7 separate regions of the Mus musculus genome follow, and regions 1, 3, 4, 5, 6 and 7 are each linked to region 2. The links are chromatin contacts, called in public ChIA-PET, HiChIP or PLAC-seq and promoter capture Hi-C maps. All regions are on one chromosome and are shown on one strand. Each heading gives the region's core, a stretch centred on a gene start, on an enhancer-like site or on the middle of the called end of the contact. The rest is flanking DNA. Distances are from core to core; before and after follow the strand shown.

Region 1 (2,700 bases), core at 201-2,700, 370 kb before region 2:
AAACCACGCACGCACACACTGGCATATACATGCTCCCTCCAACATCCTACATAGACACAGACATATAGACACACTAAAAATCATTTTTTTAAAGAACAAAAAATAAATACTCATTGTTGTTGGGAAGGTTGTCTCCTTGCCTCCCCTTTCACAACCAGTTAAAAGGTAGGCCAGGCGTGGTGATACATGCCTTTAATCCCAGCCCTCGGAGGCAGAAGCAGGCTCTGTGAGTTTGAGGCCAGTCTGGTCTACACAGAGGATTATGTGTACAGAAAAGTATTCTGTGAATATTGAGGAAGCTGATTAAATATTGCTTCAAGAGAGAACTGGAAAGAAAAGGGATGAAGTCCCTTTTAACAAAACATCTTTTTGTATTTAAAACCATGTGACTACACTATTGTAAAGATCTTTTCCTCCTTTTGCTTGTGATATTTAGAAAATTGTTTTTACTGTTCCTTTTTGTTTTGCTTTTTGTTTTATTTTGTTTTTTGAGACAGGCTTTTGCAGTGAAGCCCAGACTGGTCTCACAATTCACAAGACTGGAGTGCTGGGACTGCTGGAGTCCACAACCACCCTTGGCCTAAAAGCCATTAATTTAGAGACTAATCTTTTAAACCTTTGAAAGAATACAAATAATGTTTATAAAACACGGGCTCTGAAATTTCACTTGTTGGGTAACCATGGGCAAATCATTTCTTGTGTTTCAAGCCAAATTTCCTCACTTGTAAACTGTCGCCTGGTACTGTTTTACCTACAAGATTGTTAGGGTTAAACAGCGTTCTGTACAGTATCTGGCACACTATAAGCCTACAATAAATGCCAGTTACTGTTATAATGTAGTACTAATACTGTCATTTCTCCCCTTTTAAAAAGAAGCATCATCTCAAATACACACCTGTTTTCAAGGCATACACACAAGCATGGTGCCTTCCTACACATACTACTACGTTCTGCATTTTATAAACCACCTGTCCACATTTCATCATCTTTAATTAATTAAAGTGCTAGCCTTGGGGCATCAATGTTAACTCGTTTCGCGGCTAGGAAAAACCGAAGCACCAGAAGGCAGGAACTCTTAGCTCTAATTTTCCTGTCTAAAATTAACTCCGAGTCTCTCAGCCCGTTCGTGACTCCCTTGGTCCCCTGCTCCTGGAGCCGTGTTCCGCGCGGCACTGACCTGAGCGAGCGCCCCGGGGCCCGGGACCTCGCGCCGGGCTCACACCGACTAGGCGCGCTCGGGCCGCCAGAGCGTCGCAGCGGCCGGGTCCGCTCCACAGCCATGGCGCCTGCGGGGAAAGGGAGAAAACAGGCCGGGGCGGCGGGTCAGTAACGCCGCGGGCGCTGGGGATTCCTGTCCAGCCCGGCCCGGCCAATCGCAAATACAGACCTGGACCTACGGCCGCTGCTCTGGGTCCGCAGCCTCACAGGGGAGCGGCTTCCGGTGCTGCTGCGTCATCTCCGCGCGCCATTCCGGCGCCCAGCGTCGGGCGGAAGCGGCTCTACTTCCGTCTCTGCCCTCCAAGTACCTGGGAAAGAATGGCCCCGACTGTGGAAAAGGGCCGAACATGTGCTGTACCACCGTCTGCGCTTACACCTTATGATCCTGAGCAAGGTGGACCTCTAGATTTGCACAATGTTTATTTTCCTCATCTACTTTTTTTTTTTAACCAAGTTAGGGTAATATTTCACAGGAGAGAAAGGGCTAAGGCTCCAAATCCACATGTGACGATATTCAAACAGCCCATTGACACCTGGCACCTCCCAAACACGATTCTGACACAGCTGAACAAATCCCTAACTGCGCGAGGTCTATGTCTAGTCGTAGGAGGAAGACAGGACAAATAACAAAGTATACTGCAGGAAGCAAGGACAAAACATGGTAAGGGAGTTGGGTAGGGGCTGGGTTAAGCTCGAATCCCAGGACATACATGCACGCTGTCCAAACGTGGCCACTTAGCCACGGAGACAGCTGTTCTCCGAAGCGCTTGTTACATATCAGCTAACTAGCGTGAAGCCTTTAGTCCCCCCAGATAGAAGTGGTAAGCAAGAAGCTCTATAAATGCTGCTGTGTGAAAGCTTTGCCTGTCTGTTTGATGGGACAAGGTTTTTCTGTAACTCTGGCTGACCGGGACCTCGCTCTGTAGACCAAGCTGGTCTTGAACTCAAAGATCTGCCTGCCTCTCCCAATAGCTTGGGACTAATGAATGGTGTGCGCCATCATTGCCCAGTTTTTGGTTTGTTTGTTTTTGTTTTTCCTATTTAAAGCTTTTGTTTCCCTTGGGTTTTTTTTTTTTTTTTTTTTTTTTTTTTGGGTTTTCGAGACAGGGTTTCTCTGTGTAGCCCTGGCTGTCCTGGAGCTCACTTTGTAGACCAGGTTGGCCTCGAACTCAGAAATCCCCCTGCCTCTGCCTCCCGAGTGCTGGGATTAAAGGCGTGCGCCACCACGCCCGGCTAGGGTTTTTTTTAAGAGTTATTTATTTTATGCGTATGAGTACGCTGTAGTTGTGAGCCTTCATGTGGATGATGGGAATTGAATTTAGGACCTCTGCTCACTCCGGTCAACCCCGCTCCCTATGTGAGACCGGCGCTCGCTCAGTCCCAAAGATTTGTTATTATAAATAAGTACACTGTAGCTGTCTTCAGACGCACCAGAAGAGGGCGTCAGGTCTCATTACAGGCGGTTGTGAGCTACCGTGTGGT
Region 2 (2,700 bases), core at 199-2,698:
TCCAAGAATTTCCATACTTGGCTGTGCAGCCACCAAGAACATAGCTTTCTTCACAAATACGGAGGACATGCTACCACCACCTCTCCTCCAAGGAGCATTTGCCAGAGTAGCAGCTGACATGATAGATTTTGGGTCTTATCAGTTCTCACCCAGTGTGAATGGAGAGAAAATGGAATTCAGTTGTCTCCTCTCTGAACCGATCCAGTATTGTGTATCTCAGCCCTCGTGGAATGTACTGTAGTACAAAACATACCAGCCAGGATAGGGAGAAGCCATCATTTGTGTTCCATCATTACTCAGCTACAGGACAACTTCTGGCTTCGGTCCGTCCCTCGCCCCTTATTAAAAAAATGCGGAAAACTCTCAAAAGGCACTCGAAGCAAGCAAGCTATGTGTGAAGACACCTAAACCCGTGTCTGGCACACACTGGAGTTTTAGCGTTCCCGTTCCATCGTCTTTTCTCAAATTCTCGAGATGCCCAAACTTTTTCCCTTCGTTCTTTCTAGATGCTGTCTAGGTTCCAACCAGTGCAGGCTGGCCAGGGACTTTACAGGGATTCGGAGAACCTCGCGCACAGTCCCACACGCCCAATCCTCAGCCGGGACGACAGAGCGGTGGCTTACAAGGACACGGGAGCCAGCCCGAGACGCCGAAGCGCTGCCTTTTGTTGAGGCCCTGTAGGGTGGGACTGCCACGGCTGGGGGCTCGTGGGTGGCAGGCCGGCGCGCCACGCGTGGGGCAACACTGCGGGGGTGTTCTACAGCCGCGGGCAAAGGCGGCGAGACTCGGGCCTGCGGAGGCCGCGGCTGTGCCCCGCAGGTCGGACGGATGAGGTGGGAACACACCCTCCCTGCACGCCTCGGAGCCCGGCTGCGGGCAGGGAGCGCGAGCCGCCCGGGACGGCGCGGGCGACAGCTCGCCCCGCGGAGTCCTGTCAGGCCGGCGCCCTCCGCCGACCCCCGGGCTGGCCGCGGCCTGCGGGGCCCAGCCCGGGACGCCGCCCGCCTACCTCTCGGCTCGCCTCCGCCCCTTGGAAGGGCCGGGCTGGGAGGCTGGCTCCGGCGGCCCCTGCGGAAGGCCTTGGTTACCTGGGGGGTTGCTGGTGGCTGGGCAGCTTTCCGGACGGGAGGGGGACGTCAGGACGAGGAAGCGGAGGGCGGACGCGGCGGGAGGGAGGCCGGAATCCGTCAGCCGAGGCCCTGGCAGGTAGGCGGGCTGGCCGGAGGTTGCAGACACTCGGGTGGCAGTCGCGGTGGCGGCGGCGGCTGCTCCTGCGGCTCCCTCAGGATCTTCCTCGGGCTGGCCCAAGATGGCGGCGCTCCCTGCACAGGGTTTCCTGTCACCCTCGCAATGGGCCGGACCACAAAAGAAGGGGGGAGGATGCGCGCGCAGCCAGCGGAGCCCGGAAGAGGGTGGTGGAGACTAACCTGACGGCCACGCCCCTTCGTCAGTTCGCCCCTCCGGAGTAGACCCGCCTCGGCCTCGGCCCGCCCCCACTGGTCCTCACGCCTGAAGGAGGCGGGGAAAGGAGCCTGCGCAAGCGTAGTCGTGTGCCACGCCTCCCGGCGGAGTTACTGCGCAGGTTCGCACGCTGTTTTCTAAGGGTTGACAGTGTCTGTCCAGAATTGTCGCCGTTAGAGACCTAACTATTTTTAATACGCGTAACTGCTTATCACTGGGCCGCCTCTGTATACCGGCTTCTGGAACACACACGTATTTACTGCATTTATTCAACATTTACAGACCAATTGGAGACTAGTAGGAACAAGGCTGGCCAACACCCAGAGACGCTTCTCGTGCCATCAGAGGCAAAAGGGTGGTTCACATTGACCAACCCATTTGTATAATCATGTAGCTAGGAGGTGGCCCTTTCTTGTGTTTCATCTTTGTCTAGCTTAACCTTGCTTTGCGGACACCAGCAACAGGAAGAGGGAAACTTGACATTTTTACTCCCACCTTCCCAAGACACTTCCCACTCCCACCTTCCCAAGACACCTTGGTGAAAGCAACAGTTTCACTTTCTTGGTCTTTCGTCTTTTTGCCTTGTAGAACCTGGATGTGGATTTACTTATCTTACATTTACGTTTATCTTACATTTCCTTTTTTTATCTTATTATTTATTTGACATTTACGTTATTTATCTTACATTTACGTTTAATTTATATTTTACAATTACATTGCCACAAGGATGGATATGTTAATAACGCAAAGCAAAGCAATTTTTTTTTTCAGCATAGAAGTTGACCTTTTTTCTCCTGATTTTTTTTGAGGAGTGGAGTGGGGTTCAATACAGGATTTCAGTATGTACTTCTGGTTCCCCTGGAACTCACTATGTGAATCAGGGTGGCCTCTAACTTGCAGAGATTTGCCAGTCTCTGTATTCCCGTGTTATGGTTAAAGACATGCACCATCACACCCAGGTTTCCCCCCATGATTTTAAAGGATTTGGTACATATCTTGTGTGTCTCTGAAGGGACTATGGACTGTAACCATTATCCCTACCATGCCTAGTGGATAAAATGGCCCTTTCCAGAACCCCCAAAGAAAAGTCGCAATTCTAAGCGTTTAAAACCTTTCGTTGTAAACTGGTTCTGCCTTAGGAAAGTGAGATGTCATTAGAAAAATACATAGCAGTTTGAAAATCTCTTGTTTTGATAAATACATGATACAGACAACAGTTTTATACATGTCATTTACTTT
Region 3 (2,700 bases), core at 8-2,507, 490 kb before region 2:
TGTCTGAGAATCTAGTACTTAGAAATTGAGGAAGGAGGATTTTAAGTTCAAAGTCAGCCAGGGCCAGACTCTGTCTCAAAAAACAAAACAGAAAAACATATAAATGTATATCATTTGGCAAAATACACGTAACATAAAAATTAAGACACCTTACACATTAAAGTTCTACAGAAGGAAAAAGTAAACAATGACAGCATACCAACCTGAGTCACTTGGCAATACCTCTACACTCCAAGCTTCACTTGTGGTCTCTGATATGGTAGAGCCAGTGCAAGGGTCAAGGAGAACTGACCCTGAACCTGGAAGGCACAGCAAACTACCTAACACGTTCTCTGCTGCTGCACCTGTAACCAGTGAGAGCAAAGTGTTAGAAAGAAAGCAAAGAGGGGAGAGAGACTCTTAACACGGGAAAGTGGCTGAGGTAGCAATCATTTCATTTAAGCACGAAACTAAAAACACAAAGTTCCCAGTTGGGGACACTGGCACAACCTCCTTTTCTTTCATTATTTTGTTTTAAATATTTAGTCTATATGTATATATGTGCCTGAGTTATGTGCACCATGCACATGTAGGAGCTGGAGCAGATCAGAAGAGGCATCAAACACCCTGGAACTAGAGTTACAGCCAACTGTGAGTCACCATGTAGATCCTAGAAACTCAACTTGGATCCTCTCCTCTGCAAGAGCAGTAAGTGTAGTACTCCTATCTGGGAAGAAATCTCCAGCCCCACAACCTCCCTTTCATTAAGTTCCTCCTGCTTAACTCTATCTCTCCACAGGGAAAACACATCTTTAGGTTCCTGTCAATTTGGGGTTTTTTTTTAAAAGATTTATTTACTTTATGTATGAGTACTCTATCTACATGTACATCTGCACACCTGAAGAGGGCATCAGATCATGTTATGCATGGTTGTAGGCCACCATGTGGCTGCTACAAATCAAACTCAGGACCTCTGGAAGAGCAGACAGTGTTCTTAACCACCGAATCATCTCTCCAGGTCCTCATGCCAATTTATTTTCACCAAGGTTTCTCAGCAAATCTTACCTATGTCCTTGATATCTTTTTACCTTTATAAAATTTATAGTCCTACAGGGACTATAAAAATCCGGAGAACATACCCACAGAAAGTTATATTAGCCAAACATGTTTTCTTCCAGCCTAATAGCCACAAATTCAAAGCATTAAATACATTTGCAAGAGACTATATGGCTCCTTCATAGCACTCAGCCAACTGCAAATACTGCTTGTGGCCAAGAACAATACTGCTTTGGCACGTGGAAAGAGTAATACAAAGCCAATTGAGAAATCTCTATGCACTACTGAAACACAAGTGAAAGGAATGGAATATTATTATATACCTGTGTTTAACAGATAATGATGAAAAGAGACAGCTCAGCAGTTAAAAACTGCCTCCTTTTCAGGGGACTTGGGTCTAACTCCCAGCAGTTACATAGCAGTTCACAAGTAGCTCTAACCCCCGTGCCAGAGGATCCAACATTCTATTCTGGCCTTTGAAGCTACCACACACAAGTGGTGCACAGATACATATGTTGGCAAACACTCATACACATAAAAAATAAAAATGAAGAAAAAATACTCCAGATGGGAATTCTATACTACACTTGGTTCAATCTAATAAAAGAATAACTATTTCAGGTCATGAAAAAATTTTGAGAATAGTTACAAGTAAAAACTACCTTTTACAGATTAAACAAACTGCAAATAAAGGCCTACAGAGTGAATCAGCAGTTAAGAGCGCTTACTGCGCTTGCAGAGGACCCAGGCTCAGTTACAGTGCTCACAGTGACTCAGTGTCTATAAGGATAATTTCAGGGGTTGGTTCCAATGCTCTCTTTTGACTTCTGCAGATACAAGGTACATATGTGGTACCCATATATTTATACAGATACGCATACACATGAAATACAAATAAAACTTTAAAAGAAAAAAGAATATCTGGAACATGTCTAGGCATGAAGAGGGACAGTGGAAGAATGGAAAAACAAAACTGGCCATGTGTGTCTAGTTGCTAAAGCTTAGGGCCAGGTACAATGAGTTCCCTGTTGTCTTTGGTTGATATTTTCCATAAAAAGAAAATGGAGATGGTAATTATATGGCTGTATGAAATCTTTCAGAACTCACAAAACAATATTCTAAAAAGGTTCTGAATGTCACAGCACAATAAACTGACATTTTACAAAGGAAAGCCTGGCTATCCTCTGCGACTGAGTTAAGGCTTGCAGAGATGAACTCATTCCATCGTCTTCTATGGTTCTGTGGTGCTTGAGGGGGATTCTTAGAGCATCGCACACGCACACCTAGTGCTCTACCAATAGCTACACCTTACACCTCTAGCTCTCGTTTTAAAGATCTTTAGTATTCTAGTAGGCTATGTTTTCTTCGGGATTTTAGCCTCAAGAAGATAATAAGCTCACTACAAATGGAGACCGTATGCTATGCTCCAAAGAGACTTGACAGGAAATTAACCCAAAAGACTTATCTGTCTTTTTTTTGGGGGAGGGGGAGGTTTAAGACAGGGTTTCTCTGTGTAGCCCTGGCTGTCCTGGAACTCACTCTGTAGACCAGGCTGGCCTCGAACTCAGAAATCCACCTGCCTCTGCCTCCCAAGTGCTGGGATTAAAGGTGTGCGCCACCACTGCCCAACTTTCATCTGTCTTTTCTTTCTTTCTTTTCTTTTTT
Region 4 (2,700 bases), core at 14-2,513, 450 kb before region 2:
GCCCACCTGCCCCGGACGCCCACAGAGGCGACCCGCGCTACTGCGCCCCTTCCCGCCCCGTCGCGCTCCCACCCCATCCCCCCCATGCGCCCTGTGTCCCCGCCGCCTCAGGCAGGCTGCCGGAACCCGCACGCCGCCACCCCTCTCGCGGGGCCCGGCCGCGCGGCTTCCCACCCGAGCGACGCCGGGCACGGGGCAGGCCCGGGGCCCGGGGCGGGGCGGCCGTCAGGCGCGGGCTGCGGTGCTAGGCCAGACGGCGGGGCACGCGGTGCGGACCGGCCGGGGACGCGCACTCACCGGTGAGGTCATGCGGAGGACGGCGCCCAGGTCCTCGCTGGACTGCCTCTCGGCCTCGGAGCCGTCGCCCTCGCTGCGAACTGCCACCGCCGCCCAGCCGCCGCCACAGATCGCCAGTCGGTTTCCCTGCCTCCTGCGGCGGCGCTGCCCCCTCAGCAGTGCGCGTGCGCGGCGCCGCGGGGGCCCCTGGGATCGGTGGTCCGGACCACGGCCGCCCTTCCGCTCCCGGTCGCGAACCGCCTTGCCAGGACCTGTACGCCGATCCTCCGCCCTCACGTCTCCGTGTACCTGGTGCTAGAGAAGACGGGTGGAAGAAAAATGACACTCCTCTCTTGCTCGGAACATCATCCAATAGCCAGCCTCTCTCTCTCTCTCTCTCTCTCTCTCTCTCTCTCTCTCTCCTCTCTCTCTCTCTCTCTCTCTCTCTCTCTCTCTCTCTCTCTCTCTCGCTCTTCCCCTTTCACTTAAAAGCTATGCCAATTGGACGGTATCTTCATTTTTAACTTATAAATATAATTTCCCACTTCTCGTTTTGTCGATTTTTATTGTAACTGTGTTATTTAAAAATAACATTACATTAAATAAACTGTAAACTGTGTTACATTAAATAGGCTTAGGTCGGTTTTGTTTTTTCAAAAAAAAAAAAAAAATGAAAGGACGCGTCAAGTTAGCAGAAGTGAACAGTCCCAGAAACCTTAGAGCTAGAACATACCTTAAAGGTCATCGGTGCAGCTCCCACCCAAGCAGGAATGGCCTCCACGTCTCACTTCTGTTTCGGATGTTCCAGTATCAGCTCACTACCTCTCAGGAGTACAGCCTGCTCCTCTCTGTTGCACAGCTCTAAATGTTAGAAAGTTCTGCCTTCTGCTGAGCTGAAATCTGCTTCCCTTGTCTTTCCTCCCTTTGCAGGTAGTTATTCTGCCTGGAAGCAAGGAGAATTGGTTCCCACTTGACAGCCCTTTAAAATATTGAAGACAATGAATATATCCTGCAACACCACGAGTCTCATGCTCCGCCCCCAAGGTGGGGGGAGGGGGAAGTGAAAACTCATCTTCCCAACTATTCAAACATAAATCAGATCCCAGACAGCTTTCCACCCGTCTTCCATACACCTCCTTTAAAAATCATCAGAATTGAACTAGCATGGTAGCTCTCACCTGTAATCTAAAACCTTTGGGAGGCTGAAGCAAATGTCTCAGAATTAGACAAAAGTTTAAACCAGCCTGAGCTACACAGGATGTCTAGACCAGCGGGAGCTATCCTTTGAGACCCTGCCTCAAAAGGAAATTCTTTTGTCACAATTTGCTTCCTATTTGCTACTTTGTTACAATAGCATTGTGGGTATCAAGTAAAATGTCTTTGGTACCATGTTGCCATTCAACAGAGTTCAATTAAAGATTATCAGTCGGGTCTGTTACATTGTACAAAGCACCAACCAGATGAAAAAGCAAGTGGATACAATTTACAATATAAAGTGGAGAGTATCTCCCATAGATTGAGTTTTGTAACAATAAACTAAATTACAAAGTGCTATGAAGAATTACAAAGTGTTATGAGATTCCAGAGAAAGAGACCATATTGAATTAAGAAATCAAGACCTAGGCTGAGTTTTGTGGCCCATGACTTTAATCCCAGCAGTTGGAAGGCAAAATCAGACCAATCTCAGAGTTCCAGGATAACCAGGATTATACAGAGCCCCTGTCTCAAAAGGCCAAAGAAGAAAAGAAAGAAAGGAAAAGAGATTTGGCTGTGACTAGATTCCAAGGTAGATGAGTCAGGATCCCAGCACTCAAGAGGCAAAAACAGGCAGGCGGAGGCAAAAACAGGCAGGCAGATCTCAAGGCTAGCCTAGTCTACAGAGCAAGTTCCAGGACAGTGCTACACAGAGAAATCTTGTTTAAAAAAAAAAAAAAAAAAAAAAAGGAAAAGAAAAAGAAAAAGAAAAAGAAAAAAAATCCAGAAAAAGAGAGGGGGAGGATATAAAATTTGTAGACTGCATAAGGGAAAACCCCCTTGAACAGAAGATTGTGTTCAAAGGCTCCAGAGCTCCAGAGCACAAAATCCACCTGCCTCTGCCTCCCAAGTGCTGGGATTAAAGGCTTGTGCCACCACTGCCCAGCTTGAAGAAAGGCTTTCAAAGACACAAAAGGAAACCTTCAAGTAAAGGCATTTGCCACCAAACCGAACCACCAGAGTTTGACACCAAACACCCCACATAGGGGAGGAAGGATAAATGACTCCTGCAATATTTTCTGACCACCACTGTGGCAAAAACTTGCCCCCCATAAACAAACAAACAAACACACAAATAAATTGTGTGAATGTATAAATGTGTAAATACATAAATGAATATACATAAATAAAAAGAAAGGGAAGGGTTCTAAAGAAGCTAAGAGTTATGAA
Region 5 (2,700 bases), core at 90-2,589, 400 kb before region 2:
CTGTTGCTCCTCTGACTTTCATAACTTGCACTGCCTCACCCAGTGGGAATTTAATAAAATTAACAAGCATTCTGTGGTAATTACTGCCGCCCCTATCTTTCCTTCCTGTAAATTTTCACACTGCTAGTGGATATTTAAAGCCAGTTTCAAGGAGTTGGCATGGCTCTGTGGTAGAGTGTCTGTTTAGCATGGGCAAAGCTCTGGGTTCAAGTCCCAGAAAATTTCAAAGGTTATTTAAAGAGATTACCCCTTTCCAGTCTCTCAAGTTACTGCTCCTGCCTCAGGGATTAGCAATATACATCACATACACCCTCGGCAGGAAGGCTTAATCAGGACTTGGGTTTAGACCACAATATATATGACTGTATCCATTTAACCACCATATTACAGGAGTCATTCTGAACGTAATTATCTTTTCTTTTAAACTCATTACTCATTTAGAGACACGGTCTTATGTACCTTAGGCTAGCCCCCACTCATTATGTAGCCAAGGATGACCCTGAACTTCTGCTTCTCTTGCTGCCACCTCCCAAAAGCTGGAATTACAGGCAAACACCACCATACCTTTTTATGCCTTCTGGAGATCAAACCCAGGGCTAAGTTCTCGATAGGCAGGCAGTCTACCAATTGAACTACACCCTTACATCCCTGAATGTAACTATCTATTTAAAAGTCTGTAATCGGCCAGGCATGGTGGTGCACTACATGGCACTAGAGAGGCTTGAGGCAGCAGAGGCCAGCTTGAGCTACACAGTGAGACTTGTCTCAAAATAAAAGTAACAGAAAAGTATCGAAACTAGATTCCAAAATGTTAGCATGTCCGGCCTTCTGATTCATTCCGATAACTTACCAATGGACCTGCAGAGTGTAGAAGTGAAGGACAAACGAATGAAGAAAGGGAATTAAAGGAGAGTTGGGCCGATGAGGCCCACAAGCGGGCTAGGCTAATGACCACAGGGTCAGCCCAGAGCTTAGAGGGGCCGGCGTGGCGGGGACTCTCCTAGCCACCTCCTTTGCGTCCCCTCTGCCGGCCACATCTCCGCGCGAAAGAAGTCGGGGTCAGGGAGAAATGGCTGCCAGCTTTCCCCAAAACTGACCGGCCGGAGACCATGGGTACTACCCCTCCCACCCAGTTCAAGCCTACTGCCTTAAGAGACCTCCAGCCCAGCACCTATTACCTGCCGCAGCCCCCGCATGTCCTGGACGTGGCTCCACCCATGGGGCGGAGCTTAGGAGCCCGTCCTCTTCCCCAGTCCCGGAAGCGCGTCCAGGCCAACCGCTCTACGCCTCCGGGTCTCCGGGACTACGCGCCAAACTTAGTCAGGGCCTCCCGGAACTCTGCGTACTGGTTGGCATCCGGTCCATAACTCCAATTTCGGGTCCCGACGGAGTTTGTTACAGCAGTCCTTAGTAGTGACTTCTGAAGGGGAAGGATGGGTTGGAACTCACGTAAGCCAGGCTGACCTTGAATTCTGCTTCAGGCTCCCGAGTGAGATTTCCTGCATGCCATAGGATGCTAGGTTTTGCCTGTGCAGGTTTGAGGTTGGTTCAAACTGTGGATCCTAAAGCGGGTTATTTCCATAATCGCTGTTTGTGGTTACAGCACGTTCCAGACCACAGGCCCTGGGCTTTCCGGGAGCTCACAGGCTGAGCAGAGAGATTAAACACGAAGGACAACTAGGAGGTCCTATTGTAAACGCTGAAGAATAAAAAGTTCATTGACACTGTATGTTCTTGGGGAAAGTTATTAATACTTTTGGTGTCTTCTCTCAGCGACACACAAATTTTAAGATTTCCATAGAGGTTGTAGTCGGGAATTTTTATGGAGGCCCAGAGCTGGTCCTTTGTAAAAGCCGTGATTATTTTTATCTAGACACAAACTACCTCTGTTGACAGCTTCATCTGCATCCTCTCTGATCTATGTCCTAGCTATAGGTGCCCCGTGACTTTCCTAAAACAAAGATAGCTCGCCTATGTGCCTATGTGTGAACAGAGTACCATACTCTGAGCTCACTAACTTCCCTCAGAACTCAAGACAGCCTAGAAACAGAAGTAGTGTGTCTTTAGTGGGAGAGGGAAGACAGACTGGCTTCAAACAAGCTCCCGCACTAAATGGGAAATGTCTGACGAGTCTGCTCCTCTCTGAACCCTAGTTTACTCATAGATAGAATGGGAATAGCAATATCGGAACACAGCTGTCTAGAGAATTTACTAGTGCAAGTAAAAGAAAAACTTGGGTTTTAATTTTGAGACAGGGTCTCATGCAGTCCAGGCTTGCCTCCCATCTCACTGTATACCTGAGGATGGTCTTGAACTCCTGATTCTGCTGCCTCCACCATACAAATGCTGTGATTTACAGAAAAGATTTACAATGCTCCCACTCCAATTTATTTATTTAGTTACTTGAAAATATAACCAAAATTCATGGACAAAGTAAAATTGGGCTACAGCTCTCTTCACAACTTTGCCATTATATTTCCAATACCTGAGTCTTTGTGATTGCCTGTAATTATCAGAAAGCTCCCATAGACTGCCAAAGAATTTAGAGGTATGCACTCACTCTGCTTTCTTTTTTTTTTTTTTTTAAGATTTATTTATTATATGTAAGTACACTGTAGCTGTCTTCAGGCACACCAGAAGAGGGTGTCAGATCTCATTACGGGTGGTTGTGAGCCACCATATGGTTGCTGGGATTTGAAC
Region 6 (2,700 bases), core at 79-2,578, 430 kb before region 2:
GTGGTGGTGGTGGGAATCAATAGTATAAATTATGGAGTAAAATCAACCGGGTTATTAACTATATTCTCAGCACTTATCAATCGACCATTCTAGCTATTTAATCGCTCTTGGTCTCAATGGTCTCTTCTGGAAAATGGGAAAAATGTACCAAGACTTGAATATGAATAAATGACACATGGAAAACACATAGGAGGATCAGTAGTTATAGACCAGCTTGGGCCTGTGTACAATGCCTCTCAAAATACATAAAACAAAACAATGAAGTACATAATAAGCTCAAGTAGTAACTTGTTTTGTTTGTCCCCCAACATACTATTATAAAAGAGTAAAGCATCAGCAAGACTTTTTTGTCTGCTAAACGTCTTTAGCATTATCAGCCCTATTCCAAGAGTCGAATAGGGTGGTGTCAAGAAGGAAGAGGGAAAGAGGAAGGACTTATAAATAATAACCAGTGTCATAAATGGAAATGCTATGCTAGAACAGGTTAGCGAACAATAAGGCGCTACGAGAGAGAGAGAGAGAGAGAGAGAGAGAGAGAGAGAGAAGAAAAGATACATCTCATGGTGGAAAGTGCTCGTTTGACCATAGTACTGAATCTCCGCGGCGGAGAAAGGGAATAGGTTACAATTGGCCAGGCCAATCCTGGGACTTAACCCCGGCAAAGGGAAGATTCGAAAGGCCTGGAAAGACACATACGGCTAGCCTTGGGGTGAAGGAGAAACACGGTTAGCTGAGAAGCACCAGGATTCTCAGCGAGGCAGAATCCAGATCAGGCCCCAGCTCGAGACGTGCAGGCCGGGCGAGTAACAGGGCCTGGACTCTGGGACATCCGAGAACGTGTGGAGGCTGGGGAGGGCGATCACAGCTGAGGCCGGGCAGCTCAGGACGCGGGGAATCGAGGAGGAGAAAGGCCGCGTACTTCTTCAGAGTGAGAGACAGAAAAGGAGACCCCGAGGGAACTGACACGCAGACCCCACTCCAGTCCCCGGGGGCCTGGCGTGAGGGGAGGACCTGAACGGTTACCGGCGGAAACGGTCTCGGGGTGAGAGGTCACCCGAAGGACAGGCAGCTGCTGAACCAATAGGACCAGCGCTCAGGGCGGATGCTGCCTCTCATTGGTGGCCGTTAAGAATGACCAGTAGCCAATGAGTCAGCCCGGGGGGCGTAGCAATGACGTGAGTTGCGGAGGAGGCCGCTTCGAATCGGCAGCAGCCAGCTTGGTGGCATGGACCAATCAGCGGCCTCCAACGAGTAGCGACTTCACCAATCGGAGGCCTCCACGACGGGGCTGTGGGGAGGGTATATAAGGCGAGTCGGCGACGGCGCGCTCGATACTGGCCGAGACAACACTGACCTGGACACTTGGGCTTCTGCGTGTGTGTGAGGTAAGCGCCGCGGCCTGCTGCTAGGCCTGCTCCGAGTCTGCTTCGTGTCTCCTCCTGACCCCGAGGCCCCTGTCGCCCTCAGACCAGAACCGTCGTCGCGTTTCGGGGCCACAGCCTGTTGCTGGACTCCTAAGACTCCTGCCTGACTGCTGAGCGACTGGTCCTCAGCGCCGGCATGATGAAGTTCACTGTGGTGGCGGCGGCGTTGCTGCTGCTGGGCGCGGTGCGGGCCGAGGAGGAGGACAAGAAGGAGGATGTGGGCACGGTGGTCGGCATCGACTTGGGGACCACCTATTCCTGGTAAGTGGTATCCGTCGAAGGAGGAGGGGGTGGGGAGGAGTGGGGCGTGGCCTCCGGGGCCAGCGTGAGAAAGTGAGGTGCTGATTCCTTTTCTGTGGGGTTTCCCCGTCAGCGTCGGTGTGTTCAAGAACGGCCGCGTGGAGATCATAGCCAACGATCAGGGCAACCGCATCACGCCGTCGTATGTGGCCTTCACTCCTGAAGGGGAGCGTCTGATTGGCGATGCGGCCAAGAACCAACTCACGTCCAACCCCGAGAACACGGTCTTCGATGCCAAGCGCCTCATCGGACGCACTTGGAATGACCCTTCGGTGCAGCAGGACATCAAGTTCTTGCCATTCAAGGTCGGACCCGTTTTTTTTTTCTCATGCTAATGGGGCGGCTGGGGTGATAGGAGTATTTAGGGGTTGCCACTTGGCCAAAAACACTGTTCAAAGGACTTAAAAGAATGTGTTCGGAATTTATGTAACGGTTTTACATCTAGTCGTTTTTAGTGTGTTATAAAACATGACACACTGTTAACAATGTCTAGAAGTTGAAACAGACTAAAACTGTCGATCTATCTACAATACAGCTGTGCTCAGTTTTAGTTGTGATTTCCCCCTAAGGGACAGAGATGAATCAAGCTATGGGAGGGAGGAAATGGATTTTTTTTTTTAAATCGTTTGTGGTGTCATTGTTTCCTCTTCGGAAAAATTACCTTTAAATTACTTTATGCCATAGGTGGTTGAAAAGAAAACTAAACCGTACATTCAAGTTGATATTGGAGGTGGGCAAACCAAGACATTTGCCCCAGAAGAAATTTCTGCCATGGTTCTCACTAAAATGAAGGAGACTGCTGAGGCGTATTTGGGAAAGAAGGTGAATAACGTGTGAAACAGTGTTGAGTGTTTGATTGCTGTTGCTCCCCCTCGATGACTTGTGTAGGGAAGCCTTCATGGTTTGAAACCTTTCAATTTTTTTTTAAAGATTTATTTATTATTATACATAATTTCACTGTAGCTGACTTCAGACA
Region 7 (2,700 bases), core at 197-2,696, 330 kb before region 2:
CCCAGTACCTTCTTTAAAGGCTGTAGGCCTCATCTTGTATTTACCATGTATTTCCTGAACTGTACTTCAGGGCAGATGCAGAGAGGAACAAATGTGTTTCCTAACCACAAAGACACACACAGAATTATAACAAGGGAAAGGTATCCAGAATTATAAACAGAAAAATGATAATGTCATTATGGTGTCTGACGAAGAGCCACTTGCAGCTGGAGAAAGACTTTTTTGGGGAGGTGGCACATGGGCTGGGTCCACAGTCAGTAGAACTGGTGTGAGAGGAGTTCAGAAAGTGCCAAGTCATGCTCTAGGAACGTTAGTGATGGTAACACGGTAGTGGAACAGATGCGCTCAGTGGAGTAAATGAAGGAGAGTAGCCTGGAAAAGCAGACTGGAAAGCTACCAGGAAGGGCCCAAATACCAAACTATACAATCATGATTTCCACAGACAAGCTAAGCCAACTGACCTGAGACATTAGTTCTGGTTGCAGGGTGAGGGCTAGTCAGAAAAGGAAAATAACCACTAAAATACTGACTGTTAAAACCAACTTAGCAGACGTAGCAGGAGTAAGAGATGTAGCAGAAGGGAGGTAAGAAAGCGCACTGAAAGCATTCAGTGCTGACTGACTGGAGCTCACTATCTTTTCAAATTAAAATTCAAATACAAAAAGCACATTAAATGATCAAGTTAACAAATACAAGACATTTCTAATTTAATGCTATAGATGCATATTCATCAAAAGTTGCTATCCTAACATTTTAATTCCAGTTGCACATTAATAACTTCTACATATAATCCTGGGTTATGCAGTTTACTCTCGCTTGTAAGGGGTATATAGTGGATTAATTTACACATAAGCTTTACAATTTTCCTTTTTTTTTTTTTTTACATTCAACACTTTCATACATACACAGATCGGCCGCGCAACGTTACGCAGCAATAATTTATGTCCTTAATGATTTATTAATATGGTTGTTTCTAGTTTAAAGTTTTGCTGTCTCACAAATCTGTTATTCCGTACATTTTAATTCCACTGGACAAGCATTCACTGGATACTGAAATTAAAAGGCGTGCCGTGGACCCCGCCACAATATCAGCAGAAGATTCCTTCCGGAGAGGAGAACCGTCAAGACCCGGGCAACACACAGTTGTGGACATCTTGCAATTGGACAACCTGGACTTTTCTCCGAAAGACCCCTGCAGCCATCCCTACCCGCCCAAGCCCGGTGCTTCTCTCACCGATTGTTCTGGTTAAGCAAGGAGAACAGCGGGCGGAGGCGTAGCTCCGCCGCCTGCTCGCGAAGCTCGTGCAGCGGCACAGCCTGCACCACTGACTGCAGCGCACGAAGCTCCTCCAGCGGCGCCTCCAGCCGCGCCACCTCCCGCAGGAGCGACACAGCCTGCGCCGCCATCTCCCTGGCTCCCGTCTGCCCGCCCACCTACTAGGTTCCCAGAGCGCCTCTCTGAATCTCGCGAGATCTTACGGAGCGAAGCCTCCCAGCAGATCTGTCAAGTCTCGCGAGATCCTTTCTCAACGCGGTCCCCGCCCCTTTCTTTGGGGCCCGGAGTCTTGCGCGTGCCGGGAGACTAAGAGACTGAGACCGCCCAGGGGATCAAGAGGCTTTGTGCACGCTCTCCGCAGAGGCCTCCGTGACGGAACCGGGATGACTGAACCCGAGTCCGAGGCCAGGTGGCCATCAAGATGAGGCACATGGTCCCCGAAAACTTGGACGTGGGGCGCCGGTTTGACGTCTGTCAGCCAATGGAAGGCCTGATTAAGAGAAGTTTGGGGCCGATGTGCAGGAAGTTTTCGGCATCTTCCAGAGTCTGCGCGTGACGTAATCACCGAAGGACAGACATAGCATTTAGTGCGGAGAGAAGGAGCAGGCCATGGAGGGGCTGGCCTCAGACTCCGAGACCAAATGCACACAGAAGTGTCTGATGGAAATCAGTGGTCAAGGACAAGCTATATATATTTCGTGAAAGAGAGAGAGGAGAGAGAGAGGGAGAGAAGCTTAAAAATCGCTGCCATCTGCGAAACACGGGGTTGTTGGAGAAGAACCATTAAAAGCTAGTTGACAACCAACTATTTCAAGCCGTTGGAATGTCTGGTCAGAGTTGTAGACCTCATTTGGTCCCCTGTGCCAAGGAGATGAGTCTGTTTTGGAACGCATGGCTTCCTGTTCTTTTACGGAAAGAGACAAAAATCCAGGAAGCTTAGAGGAGACTAAGGATGGGATGCCCATCTGTATGTGTGTTCGCGCGTGCATGTCAGGGACTCAGGTGACAACAATAAAACTCTGCGACTTTACAAAGACCCTAATCCCACTCTTTTGGAAAAGGTTAAACTACCCGTTTCCCCATTTTATGTCATACACACGGAGAACTGTCACTAACCGTTGTCTTCTCTTTTCGTTACTTCACGATTATCGTACCCTTGAAGCCTAGAAGCTAATTGGCAGAGAAAACTCTTGAATTAAAGGTGTGGGTGATTATGAACAGAAGTCCCAGGCATTCAGACTCCTCCCCAGCCCTCCAAACTCCCAGGGGCTTGTTTTCTGTAGCCCTTGGATCATAATATTTTCCAGACATTCAGGAATTATATCAAGAAGACATTTGACCACTTTGCTCCCTGCGTTGAAAAAGAAAACTCACTTAAGTAACACAGCAGCCTTATACTACTTTTAGTAGTTGTAAAAGAAGTT

What was found. Promoter capture Hi-C pulls out the DNA fragments that hold promoters and counts their contacts. ChIA-PET counts read pairs in DNA pulled down with a chosen protein or histone mark. HiChIP or PLAC-seq counts read pairs in DNA pulled down with a chosen protein or histone mark. Capture Hi-C pulls out chosen DNA fragments and counts their contacts.
Region 1: a contact with region 2 is called in a promoter capture Hi-C map of embryonic stem cells, with 2.1 times the contacts expected there. The contact joins the promoter of Fbxw2 here to the promoter of Rab14 in region 2. A contact is called at or near these places in 21 of 39 promoter capture datasets (the 3T3-L1 cell line, 3T3-L1-derived adipocytes, the C10 cell line and 13 more), 6 of 115 datasets of contacts at active chromatin or transcription factors (acute myeloid leukemia, craniofacial prominence, embryonic basal ganglia and 3 more) and 2 of 9 other capture datasets (adipose tissue and liver).
Region 3: a contact with region 2 is called in an H3K27ac HiChIP or PLAC-seq map of large pre-B cells, with 5 times the contacts expected there. The contact joins the enhancer-like site here to the promoter of Rab14 in region 2. A contact is called at or near these places in 2 of 39 promoter capture datasets (the C10 cell line and neutrophils), 2 of 484 Hi-C or Micro-C datasets (neural progenitor cells and neutrophils), 2 of 115 datasets of contacts at active chromatin or transcription factors (effector CD8 T cells and large pre-B cells) and 2 of 9 other capture datasets (adipose tissue and liver).
Region 4: an RNA polymerase II ChIA-PET map of effector CD8 T cells shows a contact between it and region 2, with 113 read pairs. The contact joins the promoter of Gapvd1 here to the promoter of Rab14 in region 2. A contact is called at or near these places in 5 of 39 promoter capture datasets (the C10 cell line, cranial neural crest, frontonasal cranial neural crest and 1 more), 5 of 115 datasets of contacts at active chromatin or transcription factors (effector CD8 T cells, large pre-B cells, memory CD8 T cells and 2 more) and 2 of 9 other capture datasets (adipose tissue and liver).
Region 5: a contact with region 2 is called in a promoter capture Hi-C map of adipose tissue. The contact joins the promoter of Rabepk here to the promoter of Rab14 in region 2. A contact is called at or near these places in 5 of 39 promoter capture datasets (the C10 cell line, cranial neural crest, hippocampal neurons and 2 more), 9 of 115 datasets of contacts at active chromatin or transcription factors (the 230-238 cell line, embryonic basal ganglia, embryonic forebrain and 6 more) and 3 of 9 other capture datasets (adipose tissue, liver and pancreatic islet).
Region 6: an RNA polymerase II ChIA-PET map of effector CD8 T cells shows a contact between it and region 2, with 1,750 read pairs. The contact joins the promoter of Hspa5 here to the promoter of Rab14 in region 2. A contact is called at or near these places in 13 of 39 promoter capture datasets (the 3T3-L1 cell line, the C10 cell line, cranial neural crest and 8 more), 1 of 15 datasets of contacts at CTCF or cohesin (large pre-B cells), 6 of 484 Hi-C or Micro-C datasets (CD4 T cells, CD8 T cells, embryonic stem cells and 3 more), 15 of 115 datasets of contacts at active chromatin or transcription factors (the SCID.adh cell line, astrocytes, bone marrow-derived macrophages and 11 more) and 3 of 9 other capture datasets (adipose tissue, embryonic stem cells and liver).
Region 7: an RNA polymerase II ChIA-PET map of effector CD8 T cells shows a contact between it and region 2, with 493 read pairs. The contact joins the promoter of Psmd5 here to the promoter of Rab14 in region 2. A contact is called at or near these places in 11 of 39 promoter capture datasets (the HPC-7 cell line, cranial neural crest, embryonic stem cells and 6 more), 7 of 484 Hi-C or Micro-C datasets (CD4 T cells, cortical neurons, embryonic stem cells and 2 more), 5 of 115 datasets of contacts at active chromatin or transcription factors (astrocytes, effector CD8 T cells, embryonic stem cells and 1 more) and 4 of 9 other capture datasets (adipose tissue, embryonic stem cells, liver and 1 more).

What each region holds. Positions count from the first base shown.
Region 1 is chr2:34,824,785-34,827,484 of GRCm38.p6, forward strand. It overlaps Fbxw2 (F-box and WD-40 domain protein 2), which reads right to left and starts at 1,451. Exons shown (of 8, transcript NM_013890.4): 1 at 1,388-1,451; 2 at 1,178-1,286. It also overlaps a transcript of Gm34653 not described here.
Region 2 is chr2:35,199,672-35,202,371 of GRCm38.p6, forward strand. Rab14 (RAB14, member RAS oncogene family) reads right to left here and starts at 1,449. Exons shown (of 8, transcript NM_026697.4): 1 at 1,089-1,449.
Region 3 is chr2:34,708,909-34,711,608 of GRCm38.p6, forward strand. It overlaps Gapvd1 (GTPase activating protein and VPS9 domains 1), which reads right to left. Exons shown (of 27, transcript NM_001356441.1): 12 at 204-344. Among named protein-coding and RNA genes, the nearest start is that of Gapvd1, 45 kb to the right of the region's middle. Within about 2 kb of position 1,258, at least 7 of the 459 cell types and tissues checked have an H3K27ac peak or open chromatin away from gene starts, as enhancers often do.
Region 4 is chr2:34,753,969-34,756,668 of GRCm38.p6, forward strand. Gapvd1 (GTPase activating protein and VPS9 domains 1) reads right to left here and starts at 1,264. Exons shown (of 27, transcript NM_001356441.1): 1 at 1,010-1,264; 2 at 298-591.
Region 5 is chr2:34,798,573-34,801,272 of GRCm38.p6, forward strand. It overlaps Rabepk (Rab9 effector protein with kelch motifs), which reads right to left and starts at 1,340. Exons shown (of 8, transcript NM_145522.4): 1 at 1,179-1,340. The coding sequence starts at 1,196.
Region 6 is chr2:34,770,762-34,773,461 of GRCm38.p6, forward strand. Hspa5 (heat shock protein 5) reads left to right here and starts at 1,329. Exons shown (of 9, transcript NM_001163434.1): 1 at 1,329-1,385; 2 at 1,468-1,685; 3 at 1,798-2,029; 4 at 2,409-2,546. The coding sequence starts at 1,561.
Region 7 is chr2:34,869,516-34,872,215 of GRCm38.p6, forward strand. It overlaps Psmd5 (proteasome (prosome, macropain) 26S subunit, non-ATPase, 5), which reads right to left and starts at 1,447. Exons shown (of 10, transcript NM_080554.2): 1 at 1,235-1,447. The coding sequence starts at 1,407.